2 separate regions of the Mus musculus genome follow, and region 1 is linked to region 2. A link is a contact called in public promoter capture Hi-C data. All regions are on one chromosome and are shown on one strand. Each heading gives the region's core, a stretch centred on a gene start, on an enhancer-like site or on the middle of the called end of the contact. The rest is flanking DNA. Distances are from core to core; before and after follow the strand shown. Region 1 holds the start of Zfp207 (zinc finger protein 207). Region 2 holds the start of Evi2a (ecotropic viral integration site 2a).

Region 1 (2,700 bases), core at 166-2,665, 850 kb before region 2:
TGACTACATCTGAACTAGATAAACTTGGTATGCAGTCTAAGATCATAAGCCCAAATAAAAATCTTTTAGCCTGGCATACCCCATGCCTTTGATTTCAACACTCCACATGCAAAGGCAGATATTTATTCTGAGTGCCAGGTCAGACAGCAAGACTAACTCAAAATATTTCTTTTCAAAAGAAAAGGCAACTTCAAACTGGGCAGTGGTGATCCATGCCTTCAATCCCAGCACTGGGGAAGCAGAGACAGGCGGAGGCCAGCCTGGTGGACAGAGCAATTTCCAGACAACCAGACCCCCAATCCCAAATAAAAAGACAGAGGGGGGGGGGAGGCAATTTCACAATTCATTAAATATACAATAGAGTTGAAACTGGGAATTCATAATCCATTATACAACTCATGACAAAGGGCACATTCAACTAAGAATCCATAAAATTTCTTCCAGTTTCATTATTAATCTATGCATTCAGGAAATGTAAATTCGCATATACTAAGAGTTCTGACCTCGCAAGACTTTTTCTGTGAGTGCATTAAATAATTCGTGACGGATTTTTAGCTACTTAACTATTTTAAAAACAAATTTGTCTTGAGACAAATAGTTTTCTTGTAATAGATTAAAAAAAATCAGTTTAGCGTAATACGTTATCCACAAAAAAAAAAAAAAAAAAAAAAGAGAGAAAATTGTTTTCCTTCTTAACAGTTTAACCAGTCCTACAAAATTGGGTAACGATAATAGAAACTCCACCCAGTTAAGCAACCGCTTCCCCAAGATTAAGGCGCCCGAAAGAGAGGCGGAAGCCGATTCTTCACCGCGAGGGGGGGGGGGCTAGTCACAGTTCAATTATCCAGGGAGTCAGGACATTTACCCCAAACTCAAGTCCCTTTGTGGGGTCTTCAACGAAACAACGGAGACAGGAGTTCTTAGGGACGACTGCACTTGGGGAACGTCTCCAGGCCCAATGATCGCGACAAACAAGCGCCTGAGTCACCGAGTTCAGCGCCACCAAACTCCGGAGCCCTCTCGCCCGAAGAACCCCATTTTACAAGAAACCACCCCAAATCCTAACCCAGCCACAGCACAAAGGCTCGGCTGGGCCCGGCCGGGCCCTACCAAACAGGCTTAACCCAAACCTATCAGACTTGTGTTCTCAAGAAGCGACACCCACGCTCGGCCTCCACGTCAACCCCACAAAGGATACCAGCACCACGGCTTGAGCTGCTTCTTCTTCTTGCGACCCATAACTGCGCCCTACAGAACAGGCAGAATAGAGGCGGAAAGAAGCTGGAAAAAACAAAAAACAAAAAACCCAAGAGACTCGCAGAGTTCTCCACACCAACCGCCACCAGCGCGTCCCGCAGGAAACAGACACAAAATGGCCGACACCCTCGTTCTATCTCCACCTCCCATCAGCCACCGCGGTGAGAGCTGTGCGGGTCACGTGACGCAGGCTTCGGCCCTGAGTGGCTGAGCGGGCGCTGCCGCCATCTTAATGGGGTTAAGTGGTGGTGGCGCTCCCGGGCTGAGGACGCTGATCCTTTAGAGCTTGGGTCATCCAGTACGTCGGCTATCCCGTATGCAAATTGAAGGGAGGAAAAGATTAGGAGTATAATTAAGGATAGATTACAAATAAATAAAGATAATTGGGACATGGTCAATTTGGGTTTTGTTTTGTTTTGTTTTTTGCTGTTGTGTGTTTTGCTTTTATTTTTTGAGATGGGTCTCTTCATAGCCCTGCTGATAGAGGAAATGACCAAGCTGGCCTCAAACTCAAAGATGCGCCTGCTTCTGCCTGCCAGCGACTGTTTGGGATTAAAGGCACACGCCCGGATTGCGACCTGGTCAATTTTTAAATCTTGTTTCAGTTGCCTTTCGGGAGTGGGGCGTATATGGTCAAGGAAGAGTTACCGTTTTTTTTTTCAGTGAACCACAGTCTAGGAAGCAGTATGGGTGAGATCAGCAGTAGCGATAAGGGAAATGTGAAGTGCTTCAGAATCGCAAAAAGGCAATCCTTAAGCGGCTTCGGAGAACATAGGAATGTTTAGAAAGATGAAAGAAGATGCAGTGGGAGAAAGCTTAAGTTATCTTATTACCTGGGTCTTGTGTCTGTTGTCCCAGCACTCAGAAGGCCAAGACAGAAAATGCTATGAGGCTAAGACTTAGAGGCTAGCCTGGAGAACAAAGCCTGATCTTGTCTTTGAATAAAAAAAAAAAAATTTTTTTTTTAAAATGCAGTGAGCCAAGCATGGATGGTGCATGCCTTTAATCCCAGCACTCAAAAGGCTGAGGCTGGTGGATCTGAATGTATAGCCAGGTTCCTGCCTACATAGAACATTCAGGGTTATGTAGAGAAACCTTGTATCGAAGTTTTAATTACTGATAAAATGCAGTGTTTGAGGATTTGAACTTAAAAGTAACAAGACAGGAAAAGTGTTGCTGGCAAAAGATAATCCTGGAAAATGTGGCAAGGAAGAGTGTAAGAGAATTGGATATTGTATATGCTGAAGTCTCTTGAAACCACAGAAAGGTTCGCAAACAAAAAATGTTGGTGGAACATGCCTGCAATCAGGGAATTCCAGGAGGCTGAGGCTGGAGTTAAAGGTCTAACCTCAGTTACATAGTGAATTAAATAATGCCTGGGATACATGAAACTTCATTTAAAAGTAAGATTGAGGGGCCTGGAGAGATGGCTCAGCTGTTAAG
Region 2 (2,700 bases), core at 192-2,691:
CACTATCCTGCTTGCTGGAAATCAACTGGCTGGTACCAGCACAGGCCTACTAATAAAAATGTATGTAGAGAGCATGACACTTTGCTGCTTTAAAACAATATTCTCAATTTTGCAAATATTTTGGAATCACTTTTGAAAATATAGGCAACTTTTTTGACTTTTAGTAAGAATCAAGGAGGCTGTGGCATTGGTCAGTTGACCGAGTACTTGCCTAGTGGATGTATGAAAGCTTAGGTGCAATTCCTAGCGCTCAGATGGATGTGGTGATAAAAGCCTGTGATCCCAGCACATGGGAGCAAGGCAAGATGACCATAAAGGCAAGGTCGTCCTCAGCTCCATATTGAGTTCTAGGCCAGTTTCAACTCCACAAGAAGCTGTTTCAGGCTGCTCTTTATTGAAGGAAAATGGAGGAGCAGTGGATCTGGGAAAGAGGAGGTACGGGGCAGACTGAGGAGAGGAGGGAGGGGAAGCTGTGGTTGGGATGGACTGTGAGAGGAGATTTAAAAAAAAAAGGAAAACCAGCAAAACCCAAAAATATTCAAAGCTACCATGGGCAACTTAATAAACTTGACTCAAAATAAAAAGGAGGGGAGGTGTGAAAGACTTGGCTCAGCAGGTGCTGGTCATGCAAACCTGGTGACATCAAAACCTACATAAAGGTAGGCGTAGATAACTGCGATCAGTCCCAGTGACACCATAAAAATAAATAAAAATTTAAATTATATAAATTAAAAGTGGTCATCTTTTTAAGGAGATGAGAAAGTGTCTAATGATCCCTGGAGATTAGTGTGGTGCTCATTCAGAAAAAGGGAGGAGATGATCAAAGACAGCGTTAGAGATGCGTGACATGTGTGGGGCTAGTGAGGAAACAAGCACCTCAGAAAACCTGAAGGGAGGATCGTAGTGAGACAGGATCAGAGGGGATCTGCTGTGACCCAGGCTTCGGTACGATCAGCAGAACCAAGGAGATCATCAGAGGAGTCTATCTGATTTCACACAAAACCGTGTAATCCATCCCGGACGAACAGACGTGTCTAATCTGAGGCAATGACACAACTGCACACACCACACCCTACAAGCATTCTCTGGCCCAAATTCTGCTCAGATCACTGCTGCAGTTCGCAGCTTGAAACGGCAGTGATGTGTGTGATCTTCCTAGCTGACAAACACCTCCACGGACTCGGTGATCCTCCTAGCTGACAAACACCTCCAAGGACCCCACATTTATGTTTTCAAATCAGTCTGTGATATAAAATTAGAAAAGTGATTTTAATGCCACACTAAAGATGCCATCATGTAATTTCCATTGAATAATACTAATTTCAAAAGCAGATAGTAGGCATAAACAATAAGCCATAGGTGGGAGAGAAAAGGGGGAAGGGGAAGGAAAGAGGAAAGCCCTCCCCATTCAGGGGGTGGAGACTGGCGCTACAAAGCCTCTTGTCATCCCATTGCCAGCTGGACAAGTCAGTCTTTGCTTTCCCCGTGACATGTAGTTGAGTTGCAGCGGAAAGGAAATGTGTCATCTGTGGTTTGGTTTTAAGAGTGGAAAGCTAGCTGTACATATCCTCTTTAAAAAACCCTGCAGATTTAAGTTTCACAGTCTCCAAAGTATTCTACTTAAAATAAGAAGAGCAGAACTGAGGTGGCTTACGAAGTGACGGCTGGGCGAGCTCTGAAGGTAGGTAGCACATGCGGCTCTCTTACTCCTCCCACTTATAACTGTTCAGGTTAGTAGAGAGGAAGGGCTTTTTCAAAGGTATATACATATATCTAACAATGTAGAATCGCTATGTGTTTTCTATTCCACTATGAAAAATTAAGTAAACAGCATAATCAATTAGATCTAGGAAAAATTTATAATTATTAATATGGAATTTAAATCAGGATGAGGAAGGTCTTGAGTTTGTACTCAAATGAGTTGAAAAGCTTTGAGTTGTTGTTGTTGTTTTGTTTTTAAATTAAGGAAATACATTCTCATTACTGCAGCTGAGGAATGACCTATCTGACTAAAAATAATGAGACAAAACCAAAACCAGAAAATCAAAACTTTGCTAAGCCAACTTGGCCTCTGGGGCATAAAATAGAGATGTAGGAACAGTTTCTGTTCTCAGGCAATTGTGAGCAAAGAGAGAGTCTGATGGTGCCAACAGCTTGTTTACTAGGGCATGACAGCACATCTGGCTGAAGACAACCAACAGCAGATCTATTATGTTGTCCTGTGGTACACGGCTAGCGTGTACAACACTGTGATGTATACAGCACTGTGAATGAACTAATGTGATTAAAATCACCTACATTAAGTCATTTAACACTGACTGCATAAGTCTACTCTGGTAGGAAAGGACGGACACTTCTTACTAAATCAATTTAAAGTGCTTTTTTTTTTGGTATGTGACTGACGTATAAAGTATCGTGAGAATCCTACCATCCAACTTGAAGATGAAGCGGAATACTATCGCACAAAAGCCAGTGCAGTTGATCTTTAAGCATCTACCAACAGTCATAATCTCAATAGTGATCGGACCCCAGAGCACTGGGGGCTCCCCTCTCCACTCTGCGTATAAGATATGAATCAAACTGTAGTTTCTAACTAGCATCATTTACTATATGCTATTTTTGTCTGTGCAACTTAGCATATCTCAACTGTTAATCTCAACTTCTGTGCTTTATTAGCATTTCGATATTGTCGAATGCCAG

The links. Promoter capture Hi-C pulls out the DNA fragments that hold promoters and counts their contacts.
Region 1: a contact with region 2 is called in a promoter capture Hi-C map of pre-B cells, with 2.0 times the contacts expected there. The contact joins the promoter of Zfp207 here to the promoter of Evi2a in region 2. A contact is called at or near these places in 2 of 39 promoter capture datasets (liver and pre-B cells) and 1 of 9 other capture datasets (adipose tissue).

Annotation. Positions count from the first base shown.
Region 1 is chr11:80,381,994-80,384,693 of GRCm38.p6, reverse strand. Zfp207 (zinc finger protein 207) reads right to left here and starts at 1,415. Exons shown (of 12, transcript NM_001130169.1): 1 at 1,199-1,415. The coding sequence starts at 1,239.
Region 2 is chr11:79,529,350-79,532,049 of GRCm38.p6, reverse strand. It overlaps Evi2a (ecotropic viral integration site 2a), which reads left to right and starts at 1,441. Exons shown (of 2, transcript NM_010161.3): 1 at 1,441-1,681. The region is part of intron 36 of Nf1 (neurofibromin 1); the gene reads right to left. Evi2 (ecotropic viral integration site 2) reads left to right here and starts at 1,441. Exons shown (of 4, transcript NM_146023.4): 1 at 1,441-1,681.